Regions from separate parts of the Zea mays genome. Here region 1 is linked to region 2. A link is a contact called in public Hi-C data. All regions are on one chromosome and are shown on one strand. Each heading gives the region's core, a stretch centred on a gene start, on an enhancer-like site or on the middle of the called end of the contact. The rest is flanking DNA. Distances are from core to core; before and after follow the strand shown.

The links. A called contact is a pair of places that touch in the nucleus more often than the background predicts.
Region 1: a Hi-C map of bundle sheath shows a contact between it and region 2, with 4 times the contacts expected there. The contact joins the promoter of LOC103626441 here to the promoter of LOC100274600 in region 2. A contact is called at or near these places in 11 of 25 Hi-C or Micro-C datasets (bundle sheath, ear, leaf and 3 more).

What each region holds. Positions count from the first base shown.
Region 1 is chr5:61,837,302-61,840,245 of Zm-B73-REFERENCE-NAM-5.0, reverse strand. It overlaps LOC103626441, which reads right to left and starts at 1,584. Exons shown (of 3, transcript XM_008646849.4): 1 at 855-1,584; 2 at 456-536; 3 at 1-283. The coding sequence starts at 1,584. The coding sequence ends at 174.
Region 2 is chr5:61,583,514-61,586,463 of Zm-B73-REFERENCE-NAM-5.0, reverse strand. It overlaps LOC100274600, which reads right to left and starts at 1,424. Exons shown (of 5, transcript NM_001148952.1): 1 at 1,012-1,424; 2 at 703-887; 3 at 358-598. The coding sequence starts at 1,291. It also overlaps the pseudogene LOC103626440.

The DNA.
Region 1 (2,944 bases), core at 335-2,834, 250 kb before region 2:
TTCTTGACATTTTTTTCTCTTGTTCTGCTCACGGCAGCAATGGTAGTGGTACAACAGGGCATACTATATATAAAAAGAAGCAATGAAACCTGCTACTCAACACAACAGTAGTACATATAAGTCTGGAATTCTGGATCCAGCCAGGAAAATCGCCGGTGCCACGGCAGATACTCCTACGCCATGACCGCCCACCACCAGATGAAACTGAAGCCTAGCAATGAGGACGCGCCAGTCATGCTCAGGCGACGCGCCACGCCGCCTCCGTTGGCTGTTGGTTTGGCCACTGACCAAGTGAACGGCAGCAGAAAGTTCAGGTAAGACTGGGCTAGTATCCTTGTATTCTTTCTTTTTTATCAGAAACAGAAGTTTGGAGCAAGAAAAAAAAATCTGTATTGAACGTCTCTTTATATAGGTACTGTGTGTGGTAGCAGTTAGCAGTGAAGTGGCAGCAGTACCTGAAGAAGAGGAGGAGGAGGTGGAGGAAGCGCTGCCGGTGGAAGCTGAAGATGCAGCAGTACTGCCGTCAGTGGCTGAGCCTGCAAGCGAAATGAGATCGAGATCATTCAGGATTTCAGGTTCAGCATCATCACAGTGTGTGCTCCTACAACTGTACGTAGTTAACTAGCGATCCGAGCTTATCATCTGAGACGTGATCACAAGATGAGCTGCTGCGGAGATGTGGCACACGATGACAGGTCATGATTCTGCTAGTAGCAGCCCAATTAATGAGATCCAGATCTTGGAGAGGTTTGGATCTCATTGTGGTAGCCAGTTGTGATCGAATGAGTACTTAGCAGCAGCAGCGGCGGCAGCGGTATGAAGGAAGACGACACGCGATCTAGCTAGCTTTATACCTCCGGCGGCGGCACAGGCGGAGGCGTCGGTGGTGACGTTGCACCGCCGGGCGAGGACCAGGCCCTGCTCGGGCGCCACGCCGAACGCCCGCAGCGCGGCCCTGTTGAGCAGCATGGCGCAGAGGCACGCCGTCTCGTTGGCGGCCGCCTCCCTGAGCGGCCCGCAGCAGGCCGCCGCGGGCGCCGCCGTGGACGTGGAGTTGAGGTACCCCGTGCACGGCACCAGCTTCGCCGCGCACGACGGCACCGCCGTCCCCTGCGCGTCCGAGGATGGCGCCAGCGCCAGCGCCAGGCAGGCCACGGCGGCGGCCAGCAGGCGGGCGGCGTTCTGCTGCATTGCTGTGGTGGTGGTGCCCTGCTGCTGTAGACTGTAGTGCTGTCTGGTGTTGATGTGCTTCCGGGCGAGCGCGGGACGCTGGGGTTGACTACTGAGGGAGGGGGAGTGGTCTGCGGGGGGCGGGAGTTTATGGAGGGAGGGATGGCGCCGCGGCGGTGCGATCGGCTGCGGCCTCGGGTCCGCTGGGCCGGGTTGGTGGCGTGCCAGCGAGGCCGCGTGGATGGGACGACGTACGGGTGGTTGGCAGGACGCCCGTGTGCCGGAATCTATGCGCTGTCTGTCCGGGCTGCCGGCCGCGCGCGCGCATGGCGGGTGCAGTGGCGCACGGCCGCACCGCACGCACGCCCCCGCGGCCGCAACGGCACGTCGACAGCGAGGGCGTGGCGAACTCATCACGTGGGAGACAGGAGGAGACTCGTGTGATGCTGCCCAGTTGCGTTGCGTACGTTCATGTGCCAACCGGCACGTTACACTTACAACGGCACCATCTGCTCTTCATATTCCGCTGCGTCCGTTTTCTCTCTCTCTCTCTGTCTCTCTCCCTTTTCTAAACCACAGCACAGACACACCACACATGTCCCCACACACATATACACGAACACAACCGTTCACCACATCTAATCACACCTCTGTGTAGGGCACATATATAAAGCCTGGACCGAATGGATCTAAGATAATAATAATAATAAAACAAAGCACAATGAATTACGTATAAATTTGAGAAAGAAGTGCGCTGTGGCTTCATACTCAAAAATAACGGGCTCCATTGATGCATGCCTAAATCTGCGATTGATGCGGGCAGGGCCCGGCCCAACGCGCGGGCCAGGCCAGGCCATGTTTCTTACGGAGAGCGACAACCGAGCCAGCGCATGATCGGAGGCGGCCCGGCCGGCAAGGGCATGTGGGCCATTTACATATATACACTTGGCTCAATCAAAACATGATAAGTATTTGCCAGGTATCACTGTTACTGTCACGAATAAATGTGGGTTTTATGACTAGCAACGTACACACACGTGCCTCCTCCTGCTCCATGCGAGAGAATAATGCATCATGCATGCTGCTAACTACAAAGATCTCTGCATACTAAACTTTTGGTCCACTAAGAGTGTCAACACTTCGTTTGTTCCATGTAATTAAGATAATGCATCATGCGACCGGAGACGATAGGTGGTGAGCCGGGAGGCGCTCCTCGCGGTGGTGATGTAAAGATAAAGCGTCGTATGTATGCTTGAACAGCAGTAGCAGTAGTGTTGGTCGAAGAAGCAAGCAGTGGAGCATCGCACTCTCACCAGCCGGCAGCAGTAGTGCTAGCTAGAATTCACGATCACGTGCGTGTCTTCTTCAGCAAATCAACGCCGTTCAGACCTAACGTAACAGAAACTCTCTCTCTCGTCGCTTTCTCTGTATCTCTCTTCGCTAGCTGCTCGCAGCAGTGGGTCACGTACCTACGCGATTATTGGCGCCGGCAAAATCTGAACTCTTGAAGCGAAAGCGAAAACCCAAACCTCCGGGCTCCGGCCGGCGCTTTCAGATCCTGTGCTGCCGTTTGCCCGTTGGTGCGTGCGTAGTGCTGAAAACGACAGATCGATGAGATGAGATGCTCGGTAGTCGGTACTGCTACGTACTACTACTACATGCATCGTTGCAGGTTCGGCGCCGGAAACTGTGCGACTGCCGGCCGGGTGGAGTACACACGTCTGTCGCCAAAGACTATACGCACACACGTTGCTAGCTAGTGCTACGGCAGTCT
Region 2 (2,950 bases), core at 175-2,674:
CTGAGATAGTTATTCAATATAATTTTTGCCAAGAAGGTACCGTACTACTATCCTAACCCCATAATAATAATAAACTTATGTTCCACAGGATTTACTTCTTTCTCTTTGGACATGTTCTTATAACATGAATAACAGAAGGTAACATAACACTTAGTCTGATGTTGTCACAAGCCAAGTAACCAATCATGAATAACAATGCACCGTGAATACTAATGTGAATGGAGCAGAAACTCATCAAGAACTATACAACTAGCAACAGAGAAGCCATGCAGTAAACATCACCAATCTATGTGTTTTGAAAACATTGTTCTCTACCAATCAGACACCTGTGGGCGTTAGAAGATTGAGCTCACTCACCATCCCACCCATATGGAGCAGGTTCCTTCTCCCACTTCTTGTACTTGGCTTCTGCAGTCTCCTGCGTGTCGAGCATGTACGCCATTTTCATATCAAGCCCATTCGAGTCCAGCAGCTTCCCAATCTTCTTCTTCCTGTCGTCTAACCACTTCTGCTTAGAAACACCTCGGCTCTCGCCACGAGGCTCCATCCTTTTCTTCTCGGCAACCATCGCCTGCTGGTTCGCTTTCCGTGCTTCATTCTGCGGAACGTTAGACAACAACAAAATGGATGAATGAATTGATATACCAAACAGCGTGGCAATAGCCCGGATGCAGTGGTAGGTAAATCAGCCGCTCGTCGTACCATCTTAAGCCGCAGCTCGAACAACTTCTTCTGCTTCTCCGTCATCTGCGGGTAGCCGTCATCCGGACCTGCGCCCTCCTGTTCGTCGGAATCGTTATCTATAGGCCGATGCTGCTCCACGGCATCAGACATGCCGGCGGCGGCAAACACATCAGCTGGTGGCTGTCGCTCCTCACGCTCCAGCCCTAATAACAAGAAGTCAACCGAGTACCAGGTAAGCGGACAGCAACGCTCGGATTTTGAAGCAATAATAAACAGATAGAAGGGCTTCACGACGATTCGAATTAACGGGGAAGGAATCACCCGCACCGCAGGCAGGGGATTTAGCGTCGGCGATGCGCTTGAAGCAGTAGTCGGAGCACTCGTGGTAAGGGTTGGAGGCATTGATGCAGTCCGGGTGGACGGTGCGCTGCTCGGGCGGGCGCTTCCACGAGTCAGGGAGCTCGTCGTCGAGGCGCTGCCTGGCCTCGGCGATCTTGCGGAGGCAGTAGTCGGAGCACTCGTGGTACGGGTTGGACGAGTTGATACACTCCGACCGCGATTTACTCCCCTCCGCCGCCGGCCCCGCCGCCACGCCCTCCTTCCCCATCGACGAGCCCGGATCTGGACGGGACGGCGGAACCCTAGGATAGCTTTGGATCGATTCCGTCTGAGATATTGGCTGGGATCGGGAAGCGATTGGAGAAGGGGAGACGACAGGAAGGAGACGGGCAGGGCGGCGGCGACTGCGTGCGAGCCCGTGGCCGTGGATACTGGGAGAGGATGAAAGTGGCGCGGGCCTGCGCGCCCAGGCGGCCCGCTCTGCAAAATAGGCAAAGGAAAACGGCGTTGGTGGGCTCAAGTGGCATCCAACCAATACTGTAGCCTATGTTTGGATTTTTTGGATATCTAGTATTCACTTATATCTCAATATATTAGATTGGTTAGAGCATCTCCAAGAGACTAGCTAAATGGCTCAGCAAGCCAAATTTTAGCTATTCAACAACAAAATAACTCTCCAACAGACTAGTTATCTAACTCGTCAAGCTATCCGACTCTCCAAATTGGCTCCCTCACTAGCCAAATTTAGCTAGCCACCTGACTAATCAAACTAGATAGATAATCTGTTGGAATGGAGATGCTACATATAGAGTATATTTTTTATGAAAAGGTAAATATAGAGTTAAATAGAGAGTCAAAAATGAAGATTCTTTTGGAGATGCTCTTAAGAGCATCTTCAAGAGACTAGCTAAATGACTCGCCAAGCTAAATTTTAGCTACTCAATAGTAAATTAAATCTCCAACAGACTAGCTATCTGACTCGCAAGCTATCTGACTCTGTAAATTGGCTCTCTCACTAGCTAATTTTGGCTAGCCACCTGACTAGCCAAACTAGATAGATAGTCTGTTGGACTGAGATGTTATATATAAAGTGTAATCTTTATAAAAACGTAAATAGATAGTCAAATAGAGAGTAAAAAATGAAGAGTCTCTTGAAGATGCTCTAATATCACAGTACAAGAGTAGAGGGCATTTAATCTTGTTAATAGATGCTAATAGATCGTGTTAAAATAAAACATGTCTACTAGCTAAGACTTCAAACATACCTAACTAATTGGTAGTATTAGCTAATTATTTAATGCATAATTGTTAGCCCAGTGGCAACATTAGCCGTGAGAATGGCCTGAGTCACATCTCACCACATCCGCGACCGCCCGACCGCGACGCTGAAGGGGAACGCCTCGCCGCCACCGGCGACAGCTGGCGCGAGAGGCTCCGTCGACGGACCTGCTACTCGCTTCCTTCATCGCCACCTCGGATGGCAGGCCCCGTTGAAGCACACACACTGGCTGCCTCAGCACCACCTCCGACGCCAAACCCTAACCTGGACTGGCGGGTTCGACACCCACCCAGGCACCATCGCCTACCCTAAGGTACTCTCCGTCCAATCCCCGTCCACCTTCTGTGAATCAAGTTAGACATGACAAATCAATCAAGCACGTTGATATCGAGCTTTTTGATTCTGCGTGAGCTCCATGCATTTCCTATTTTTTTTCCATCAATCGTCGTGTAGGTGATGGATCAGCACTCCTGTTGCTTAAGTTTCGCTGACAAGGTCATTAATGCATCCAGCGGTGTTTTATTATATTGATTGTGATGACCGATGGCGACGGCTTGGCCTGTGTCAGTCATTCCCAATTCGCCGGTTTGCCCCTACATTTGTTGTGTAGTGTCATTCTCTCAGGCGTACCTTCTAGATGGTTGACCT